Linked DNA regions of Sus scrofa: region 1 is linked to region 2. The links are chromatin contacts, called in public promoter capture Hi-C maps. All regions are on one chromosome and are shown on one strand. Each heading gives the region's core, a stretch centred on a gene start, on an enhancer-like site or on the middle of the called end of the contact. The rest is flanking DNA. Distances are from core to core; before and after follow the strand shown.

Evidence for each region. Promoter capture Hi-C pulls out the DNA fragments that hold promoters and counts their contacts.
Region 1: a contact with region 2 is called in a promoter capture Hi-C map of fetal skeletal muscle, with 4 times the contacts expected there. The contact joins the promoter of BABAM2 here to the promoter of PLB1 in region 2. A contact is called at or near these places in 1 of 5 promoter capture datasets (fetal skeletal muscle) and 1 of 2 datasets of contacts at active chromatin or transcription factors (alveolar macrophages).

What each region holds. Positions count from the first base shown.
Region 1 is chr3:111,326,198-111,331,900 of Sscrofa11.1, forward strand. BABAM2 (BRCA1-A complex subunit BRE) reads right to left here and starts at 2,217. Exons shown (of 12, transcript XM_021088348.1): 1 at 2,082-2,217. RBKS (ribokinase) reads left to right here and starts at 2,579. Exons shown (of 8, transcript NM_001315776.1): 1 at 2,579-2,671. The coding sequence starts at 2,580.
Region 2 is chr3:110,739,686-110,745,599 of Sscrofa11.1, forward strand. PLB1 (phospholipase B1, membrane-associated) reads right to left here and starts at 1,550. Exons shown (of 59, transcript XM_021087673.1): 1 at 1,406-1,550.

The DNA.
Region 1 (5,703 bases), core at 967-3,466, 590 kb after region 2:
TAAAAAGCTTTATCCTCCAGTGCTCAAATCATGCTGTCTGCAGACATAAAACAAGCTCCTCTTCTGACCACTTAACAGACGCTCTTCCGCCACCATTCCAGTATGTGATCACGACATACGAATAAACATCTAATGCCTGTATTATCAGTCATAAAAATCATGTGTATTTTAATAACACTTCTATTTCTTATAAAGAGCTTCCATATGCATTAGTGCAGCTGATCTTCACAACCCTGGCCCATTAAGGTGTGAATTCAAATTCCCATTTTACAGATGACATGGATAACTTTTATAATTTGTCTCTGAAGGGCATACTAGCCTATATTATCATTTTGAAGGCTTTTTTTTTTTCCTATTCTGCAACATTTCCACTTTTATTTCTACCCATTGATGTCACAGTTCTTGAAAGGATGCTTATCTAGATCATATGCAAAACAGAAATACTCATCTTGGAAAAAGCAAAAGGACCTTACCTACATTACAGAATTATTCTTCCATGTACTTCCCCACAATACCTATTTTACCTCTCACTTCTATGAAAAAAGGAAACAGACCCAACACGTTCTGAAAATCGACTTAGTATCGGGCACTGTATTACCCACCTCTATCTGTAATTTCATTTATTTCCCCACAACTACCCTGTTCTCTGGTTAAGAGTATTATTCCCATTTCACAGATAAGAAAACCAAAGCTGGGCAAGATTGAGTAACTTATTCAAAGTCACAGATTCACAAATCTAGCAAGAAGGATCGGAATTCAAATCCAGATCTCCCTCCAAGTCCACTATACCCATCTTCCTCTCAAATAAACATTTATAACTTCAATCACCAAAAAAATAAAAGCATCAAAGTGAATGTGCTTTTTTTAAAAAAAAAAAAAAAAAGCATACATCTAGTAAAATGTGAGCAAAAAAGTCACCAATTTAAACTAATGGTTGCTTGACAACCAGAAACAAATTAGACTACTGTTGGTCTACTGCTGAAGCCTAGTGATTCACCAGGCAAACACTAAAGGGAACAAACCTGCTCCAGAAACCAAACTATACTTAAGGTGACAACATCCCATTCAATTCAGCAACTGGCATGACCTTAGAATGACACCTGAAGGAATGAATTTGTCTTTGTTTCCAGCACAGCCAGAACACTATCTTTTGACAGTGCAAGATTTCATGCAGCATTAAAATGTTTCAGCAGGAGCTGTTGTGACTTCTCTAAGGAAAAAAAAAAAAAAAAACCACTGATTCCAAAATCACAGGTCACCAAACAGCCAAAAAAGATGGTTCTTTGGCGCAATCCTTTTGAGTAAGGGACACGGATGGGGGTTCAACCCCCAGTAGTAACTTTACACATCGAAGCACAATAAGAGATCCTAGATAGGCAAAAATTTACGGTGGTCAGCCTCCCCTGAATGCTAATTGTGCAATTTCTATTTCCTGATTTTGACGTATTACAGAAGGAAAATGCAGAAATACAATTTTTATAGGGATCTGCTGCCTCAAAATAGGGTCACATGAGGTCCTCTGATGGGCAGCCTGGGGAATACAAAGACGTCTGAAGCATCGTCAGTTTCTTGCAATTAAGATGGGATGACAAACACGGAAACATGTGCCCAGCTTACGTCATGGAACGGAAAGGGGTGGCGTCCTGCTGCGTCACGTCGACGTCACGCAGCGCACGAGGGAAGTTACACGGGGGAAGCAATTTCTCCAAGGGGCAATGTTCAAGAAAAACAAGTCGACTCGAACCCAAAGAATGACATCCCGCTCCAAAGGGGGACATCTAAAAGGGACCAGAGGCTCTTCCTTCTCCCAAATTGTACGATCCCCTCATCAGGCGGGAAGGAGGAAGGAGCTGAGCTTAATCAGGGACCAGGGGCGGGCTAGGCATGGAAAGAGCAGCCTCTGGCCTTGGGGGCTCGTTCTCTAGGGAGCCAGCATGATGGGAATGAACAGGGCATCTTTGGAACAGGGGCCTTCTCTATAGAAAGAGGAGGCGAGCCCTGGGCATATTTAAACCACTGTCCTTAGCACCACCTGTGCGACTCGGGATCCAACCTCCCCGCACCAGCCCCAGTCCAGGTACCTGGAGCTTAGTCCGATCGGTAACCGGCGACTACGTGGGGTACAGGTTACCCGAGCGCGCCCCCGACCGACGCACCAACCTGCGCGCGCACCGCGGGCCGGATGCGTGCGCGCCCCCCGGACGTCCCGCCCCGCCCCCTCTGCGGCCCAGGAGCCGGGCGGCGTGCGCGTCCCCGGCCGCGCCAGGCCAGGCGCTCGGAGAGGCGTCCCCGCAGTGCCTGAAAGTTCCTGCCTCGGCGCCTGCCTCGTGCGCGGCAAGCAGCACGGAGTCTGGACCGATCAGGAGGGCTCTGTAGCGGGAAGCTGTGCAGGGAGACAATTCCTGGAAGAACTGGGGGCAGTTGGTGGGCGGGGTTATTTCGGGCATTCAGGTGGGCGACCCGCACGGACGTCCTGCAAGGCCCGCGTCGTTAGGGAGCGTAGGAGTGGCGTCCCTGGTTACCGGGTCGGGCAAAGGTTAAAGGGCAGCCTCCTGGTTGGAGAGCGCCGACGTAGAGCAATGGCCGCGTCTGGGGAACCCGGGAGGCAGTGGCAGGAGCAGGTGGCGGCGGCAGTGGTGGTGGTGGGCTCCTGCATGACCGACCTGGTCAGGTTAGTCTGGGGCCAGTTTGCAGAAGCCGCTGCTCGCGGGAGGGACGGACCGTGTTCTCTCTTCTTACTGCCTTGGCACTGGGGCCTTGGGCATGGAGCCTGTTGGCTTTTGGTGTGAACTACAGGTTTCCCCAGGCCGCCCTGTGCCTCGATGGGAAGAGGCAGGTTTTGAGTCTGTGAAGGTAACTGTCAGATGAGGAAACAAAGGCCAGAGCGTAGTAAAAGCTCTCGTGTAACTAGAAGCGCCTCCAAAGACCTGTTCCTGTTTTCCGGACCAGGCTGTTGAACCTCTCCCCGGGCTAGCCAGTGACTTTAACCAAGTTATTTTACCTTCCAGAAGGTGCCCCCACCTCACTGGGCTGTTATGAAAGTGAAATGAACTAAAGTGTTTTGAGCCATAACACCATCCAGGTTGGGTATTATTCGTGGAACGTGTATAAAATGAGTGGAGCAGAGGTCAACAGGCCGTTCACTCTATTGATCGTTAGCATTCTTGCATTTCATATTTTCCGTTTATTTTTCAGTATTAGAGTAACTGTAGGTTACTTATGGCAAACCAAGTGTGAATCAAAATAAAAACCCATAAATACAATATCTATAATAGTAAAAAACAAAATCGGAGTTCTCTTGTGGTGTAGCGGGTTAAGGATCCAGCGTTGTCACTGCAGAGGCTTGGCCACTGCTGTGGCTCGCATTGGATCCCTGGCCCTGGCATGGACCAAAAAAAAAAAAAAAAAGGGATGAAATAAAATATGCTAGAAGGAAATCGGAAAATCGTTGAGCTAGGTCAGTGACATTGGATCTTTCCAATTTATTTTTTAATGAAAATGGCTTTTTTGATTGTAAAAGTAATATTTATTTATTGCGCTCTCTCCCTCTCTCATCTATATCCCAAGGAAATCCTATGATTCATGTTGCTTCACTTTAATTTTTTGCTGAGTGCCTTTTCAGATATAACGCTATTTTTCTTACAAAAAATGAAAAGTGATCAGACATACTGCAGTATGACCTGTCCATCTTTCCTGCAACCTTGCTTTTCAGAAGAGTAGCTGAGAACCTGGAAATAAATAAAAAGGCCTTGGGACAATAAAAATAAGTCACCAAATCCCTGCACCAAACCACCTGTGTTTTTCTTAGAAAATAGTTTTAGGGTCTTCCCATAACCAGCTTAATCTTACATTGCTTAAAATGTTTATAAGCCAGGTTATCACCAGCCAAGGTTAGAAAGGTGGCGAGTAGAAAGAGGAAGAGACTGCCGGGGCAGGCACATGATTACCAAAAACCTGAAGGTGAGAGAGTGTAATAACAAGCAGCAAAAGACCTTCAAGTGCCGGGAGCCTTTATTTTTCCACAAATATGTGAGCTACCTCGTGCCAAGATGGATGTGCTTCCTTTGGTGACAGAGCATAAGTTCACTTTAAGTGGACATGTGGCAAAGAGGCCTACACTCTTTCTTGAGAGCTCAAGCCTGCAAAGGGCCACACAGTAATTATTTTAGGCTTTTCGAGCCACATATGGTCTAGGTCATGTACAAATGTAAAAAACTATTCTTATTTCCTATGCCTTACAAAAACAGCCTGCAGGCCATAGTTTGCTGACTGCTGTCTAGAGCATCCCCGTCTCACGCTCCCTATGGTAATTGATGCTACTGGTGATGACTCTTTTCAGAAAAGGTACTTGATAATTGGTAGGTTTTATATAAAAATAAGGTATGTGTTTCACTTCAAAAATAGTTCCTTCAAATATATTTAGTTTAGTTACATAAAGGAATAACCTGCAGACATCTCAAATAATGCATTCCTTAGAAAATCCATCTAGCTAAAATTTTACCTTACTTCCATAGATGAAGCAGCAGAGGAAAAGAAAGCTAAACAACTTTCCCATGCACCCTACCTGAATAAGAATTTAAGGGTTAGGACTTCCCGTCGTGGCCAACAGAAACGAATCCGACTAGCATCCCTGAGGTTGCGGGTTGCAGATGTGATCCCCAGCCTCACTCAGTGGGCTCTGAATCCAGCAGTGTTGTGAGCTGTGGTGTAGGTCGGAGACCCAGATCAGATCCTGCGTGGCTGTGGCTATGGTGTAGGCCAGCAGCTATAGCTCTGATTCGACCCTAGCTGGGAACTTCCATACACAGCGGGTGCAGTCCTAAAAAGCAAAACAAAAAAGGTAAGGGTTAGAATTCAGAGCCACCTTCTTAGACTAAGAGTACTGTGTGAGGCTTGACCATCACCCATTAAAGATAATGATAGTTCTTTTTAAAATAAATACACTTCACATTATAGATGGCCAACAGGCACATGACAAAATGCTCCATATCACTAATTACTAGAGAAATGCAAATCCAAACTACAGTGAACTATCACCTCATTCCAGTAAGAATCTACAAATAATAAATGATGGAGAGGGTGTGGAGAAAGGGATCCCCTCCTACACCATTGATGAGAATGTAAATTGGTACAGCCACTGTGGAGAACAGTATGGAGGTTCCTTTAAAAACTAAAAATAGAGTTATCATATGATCCAACAGTCATAGCTGGCACATATCCAGAGCAAACCATAATTTGAAAAGATACAGGCGCCCCAGTGTTCATTTCAGCATTATTTACAATAGCCAAGACATGGAAGCAACCTAAATGTCCACTAACAGAGGAATGGATAGAGAAGATGTGGTACATATATACAGTGGCATAAAAAAGGCATAAAAAAGAATGAAATAATGCCATTTGCAGCACATGGAGGGATTACCACACTGAGTGAAGTAAGCCAGACAAAGACAAATATCACATGATATCGCTTATATGTGGAATCTTAAAAAAAAAAAAAAGTACAGATGAATCTATTTACCAAACAAATAGACCTACAGACATAGAAAACAAACTTATAGTTGCCAAAGAGGAAAGGTGGGGGGAGGAATACATTAGAATTGGGATTAATATAATACACACTACCATATATAAAATAGATAGCCAACAAGGACCTACTGTTGTAGCAAGGGAACTATATTCAATATTTTGTGATAACCTGTAAGG
Region 2 (5,914 bases), core at 300-2,799:
AGGGGTGGAACCAGGAGTGTCTATTAGAATACTCAGCACGGATGCCTGTGAGCCCTGAGAGTGGTTTCAGCTTTTCTGAAGCACCTGCTGGCCTTCATCATGATGGCCTCGTATCACCCACTCCCGCATGGACATGGTCCCATGTTCCTGGTGGCCTCCGGAGGGAGAGGTTGGGCCTTTCCCTTCCTGCCATCTCGGCAGGCAACCCCAGAACCCCTCCCCGCCAGAGCACCTAGCTCAGTGTTCCGCAATACGAATCCCTAACAAATCTTCATTCGTTGGGTGAATATTCTCCAAGGGCAAAGAGAATAACCAAGCCTGCTTTCTCCAAGATCCTTCCCAGCCACAGGACCAAAAGGAGGCTTAAATCAGGCATTGTCCAACTGGAACATTATCCAGACACTAGTGTTCCTGTGTATACAAAACACAAAACCTATGTATACACACACACACACACACATACATGCAAAACACTGTCCAATGCAAGTAACTGAGCAGATTTAGCTTCCTTCGGGGTGGAGGATTTTCTTATAATCAATATACTAAAGATAAGAAGATTTTAATTAAGGAGTGAGAAAGTTGACAAAATGCAGAAGGGACCAGCGATGTATGGCTAGGGGAAAAAAATACAATTTTCAAATAGCACAACCTTATTAATGATTTAAAAAAAAAAAAAGGGTGAATCCCAGGAGAACATACACTCCATGAAACCTGGCCTCCTTGTTCTCTGCTATGTCCCCGGCAGCTGGCAGGTCACCTGTTGTAGCAAGCATTCATTAAAGATTGGATGAGTAAATAAATGAATGAAAGAAGGTTGCTCAGGTACTAAGGGTAGAACCTGGCATGCCTGCCCTCTGCACCTCAGCCCCGGAATGGCCAAGATCAAGTCAGAGAGGCTCGGCATAGCAGATACCAACAGAAAGCCCAGGGCTCACGTCTCCCTTCTAAGAAGGAGACAGGTTGGCCAGCATGGCCGGTAGGCACTGAACACAGGAGAAGCTGTGTGCCGGCTCTTCCAGAGCTGAGATCCCACAAGGAAGGGCTTGGGGGGGGTCCCCTGGGGGAGACTGGGTGTGAGACACCCACTGGGAAGAGGCAACCCAAGCGGACTATGCTACGTGGCCAAGCTTTCCCTTATTCGATTCCTTTCGCCTCCTGTGAGAGCTATGATCTGCTCTTCAGATCAAAGGGAATAACCCAAGCCTCCTGGTCTTTCCTGGGGATCTCACATGCTTCCGACCTTGCTGGGAGGCTCCTGGCTCCCACGGCCCTAACCATCCTGGCCTGACCCCACACGCCTCCCTGGCCTGTGTTCAGAGCAGCCCACTTGCCAAAAAAGGCTTCTCCTGGACCAGGGGTGCTGGGAAGGAAGAGAGGCTCTCTACCACCAGCCAGGGGAGCTTACCAGCTGGTGCTGTCCCTCCATCCACACGGCAATCCAGAATGGGGCCTCTGGGCCTTTGGCTGGGGGGCAGAGGATGGCTGTGGCCTGGCGTCACCGGCTTGCTGTGGGGCTGGGCTGTCAGCCATGCCCACACACACTGTACGTGGTGTTAATAGCTCAGGAATGATGATGATGGTGCACAAATGTGTTTGCTTGGCTGGCTCCCTGTTTACCTTTGATGGGCACCACCTGGGGAGAAGGCTGTGCGGTGGGCGGGGAGCACGGGGGTGGCAGTTGACTGGCCTTCTGTCCCAGGTGCTGATGCAGATGGGCTTGCCAGACCAGGCGGGGCCTGGCAGGCAGATCTGCGCTGAGTTCCAGCCGTCAGGACAGCCAGGTTGGGCTCGGGCACAGCCCTGAGGAGTTTTGTCACCCCAGGTTCTGTTTTCCAGGGAGCACCTGTGTGCCTCTCCAAGGCACTGCTGGTCAGCCTGCCGTTCTTCTTTCCTTGATTCTGGAAGGACCTTGTTAATAAGTAGAGGGTGATAACCAATTATACCCCAGAAGAGAAAACCTGAGGAAAAGGATTTTCCAGTTCCTAATTACCTCCATTCTAATCGCTGCACTTTTTCCATTCTGAAACATTTCTGATTCTAGTAAGCCACAGAAATGTTTAGAAACTTGCCCCCAATCACATAGAGAGCATGTGGTGAGGCCAGAATTTTCTTGGCTGTACCCAAAACATGCAAAAGTTCCCAGGCCAGTGATCAAAACTGTACCACAGCAGCAGCCTGAGCTGCACCAATGACAATGACGGGTCCTTAACCCACTGAGCCACCAGGGAACTCTGAGGCCAGATTTTTAACACTGGTTTTTCTGCTCCAAAGGCCGACCCTCTTAACCCAAGACACAGCACTTCCTTATTTTGTTCATCTGGGTTTGTTCCCTGATTGACCCTTGGAGGCCTCTTAGGGGAAACAGGTGCGACCAGGAGCACCCAGGGCTGTGGGCCTTAATCACAGGCTCTCCAGAGAGCAGCGGGAATCTCAGTGTGGTCTCTGTGGTCCACGGGGACTGGATGCCTCCTCCTATACCCCACTCACTTTCTTTGCTCCAGGAGCCACCTGGAGCCATTTCCCTATTGGTCCTCTCTGTTGACATTGAGGTCCATGTCTTCTTGATCAGAGTGAGGCACCAAGCTCTCAAACTTCAGCCTCTCTTCCCTGGATCCCTGTACCAATCCCTGGCTCATCCCTGGGGTGGGGTGACCTTTTAAAACCCCTTCTACTCACTGGTCTTCCCCACCTTCATTGTGGCCTCTGCTCCCACTAATCTACCAGAAACGCCCAAGATCAACAGTCTGTTCAATTCAGTGGACAGTGAGGTCTTCAGACCCCCTCCTATTGACATCTCAGCAGCATTTCACGGCTGGGTAGCTGCCTCTTCTCAGAAAATGCTACCTTGGGCCCCCATGCTTCTAGCTCTCTGGTTTCTTCTCTCCAACCTCTTCCTTTTCAGCCTCCTTTGCCCTCTTGCCCTCTGCTGCTAGAGCTGCTCAGGCCTCTGGCCTGGACTCGTCTCCCAGGGTGATCTCACCCCCCACCCCATGGCTTTATTTCAAATCCATGCGTCAATAATTCCTACTGTTCAATTTCCAGCCAGCCCTCTCTTCTAATCTTCAAACCCCATAAACCCATTGATTCATTGATTTGGCATTTCCTCTTTGATGTTTCATTGGCACCTCAAACTCAGGAGTTAAGAAATAAACCTATGATCTCCTCCCACTCATTTGCAGTCCTACAGGAAGTAACAAGAATGGTTGTAGATGGACCCAAGAATGATCCTGAAATCTTCTCCTCCTCAGTCCGAACAGGTCATTCATTTCTGAGTCCCATCAATTCTATACCCTAAACCTCTTCCTGAGTCCACTCGCCACTCTCCATCTTTACTGCCCCAACCTGGGCCCACATCACCATCTCTGCTCCCCTGGCTGACTGTAATAGCTATTCCCCTATCTACTCTTGCCTGTTGCAATCTATTTTTTTTTTTTTCACACAGCAGCCTAAACATCTTTTCAGAGTGCAAACCTGATGTCATACCCTCATATAAAATCCTTTGCCAGCTTCCCACTGCTCTTTGGACAAAGTCCAGCCATCTTGGCATGGTTCATAAGGCCCTGCATGTCCTCCTCTCCAGCCACAAGCCCCACCCCCACTTTTCTTAGATCCTAGGCTCACTATGCTCCACGTCCTTGAGGATTTCATCCTTTTTGCCACCTCACTTAACACATGCTGTTCCCTCTGCCTGGAACTCTCAGACCACACCGATCCCCTTCCCAGCTCTTGGTCCCATTAACTCTCCTTCCAGGCTCAGTGTAAATATTTCTTCATAAAATGCCCAGCCAATGACAGATCCTGTCTATGGTTCCCTGGTCTTTCTTCTCCTCCAACACACACACTTGGGATTGCTTGTTCAAAGTCTAGTCTGTCTTCTCTTTCTTTCTCTTTTTTTTTTCCTAGGGCCACCCAACCCACAGCCTATGGAAGTTCCCAGGCTAGAGGTCAAATCTGAGATACACCACGGCCACAGTAATGCCAGATCCAAGCAGCGTCTGCGACCTACACCACAGCTCACAGCAACACCGGATCCTTAACCCCCTGAGCAAGGCCAGGGATCGAACCTACATCCTCATGGATACTGGTCAGATTCGTCACTACTGAGCCATGACAGGGACTCTTAGTTTGTCTTTCTGACTGTGAATTCCAGGAGGGCAAGGACTGAATGGTTCTCTGCTGTGTCCTGAGTCCTTGGCACAGGGCCTGACATCAGCAGATGTTCCACAATTGCTACATCAATGAAAATACCCAGCCTGGCTCCGGTCATCCCCTGGGCCCCTGGTGAACAGCATCTAGTGCTATGTCACAGTAGCTTAACTGCTCCTGCCCTCTCTGCAACTGCCTTACATCACTTGCAGAATTTTGTCAGCCATCCAAACATTGGCCAACTAGAGCTGTCTCTTTTGCAGGAAAGAATAAGGCCCATGCTTCATTCATCTTTGTAACTTCCTACACAGTCCCTGCAAAGTCCCATGGTGGCTCTGCACACAGGAGGAAACTGCACTCTTGGGGCCAAGAACAACACATCACCACACAAAGGAAGGGAGCCCTGCTTGATCTCTCTATGGTCCAGGAGCCCTGCTTGATCTCTCTAGGGTCCAGCTCTTATGCTTGCAAAATCTCTCAGAATCATCCTCCTGAAAAACCCCAGGAAGACCTGAAAATTTTCCAGTCTTATAAATTATGGATAGTGAACCAATCAAGGACTGACAAGTGAATCTGAAGGTCAATCAGAGTCTCCCCTGTTTCCAAAAATATCCCCTGAGAGGAGGCTTGCAAATCAGAGACTGTACTTCCTCCTTCTTTCTCTATGAAACTTACCTTCCTTTCAGACACCTGAACCCCTGCTGAAGTGGAAGTGACCACAGATGGTTCCCTTGTGGCTGCAAGTTTATAAATAAAAAGGATTGACTAACTTTGTCAAGTTTTGTTTGATTTCTTGGACTGTAATCTTGGTGTCCTGACTCAGATCCAGCCTGACCTGCTGGTCACTGTGGACCATGGCTCTTGTCCAGGGGTAGTGCCCACCAAGGCCCCTGGAGCCTCATTGCCCATGGACCATCCTCCACACCAACATTGGTCTGGGCAGGACCTTAGCTCCTCTCTCTGGGTTGCAGTCCTCAGCTGTTTTATACACATGTCAAATCCTGGGTGTGTGCAAAAGCTTGTCAGTTTGATTAGGTATCATTGGTTTATTTTGTGCTTTTATTTCTGATGCTTTGATTATTAGAGAAATGCAAATCAAAGCTACCATGACATATCACCTCACACCAGTCAGAATGGCCATCATTAATAAGTCCACAAATAACAAGTGCTGGAGAGGGTGTGGAGAAAAGGGCACCCTCCTGCACTATTGGTGGGAATGTAAGCTGGTACAACCACTGTGGAGAACAGTATGGGGGTACCTTAGAAATCTATACATAGAACTACCATATGACCCAGCAGTCTCACTCTTGGGCATATATCTGGACAAAACTTTCCTTAAAAAAGACACATGCACCCACATGTTCATTGCAGCACTATTCGCAATAGCCAAGACACGGAAACAACCCAAATGTCCATCAACAGATGGTTGGATTCGGAAGATGTGGTATATATACACAATGGAATACTACTCAGCCATAAAAAAGAATGAAATAATGCCATTTGCAGCAACATGGATGGAACTAGAGACTCTCATGCTGAGTGAAGTAAGTCGGAAAGAGAAAGACAAATACTGTATGAGATCACTTCTATCTGGAATCTAATATATGGCACAAATGAACCTTTCCACAGAAAAGCAACACATGGACTTGGAGAATAGACTTGTGGTTGCCAAGGGGGAGGGGGAGGGGGAGGGAGTGGGATGGATGGGATATCTGAGGTTAATAGATACAAACTATTGCCTTTGGAATGGATTAGCAATGATATCCTG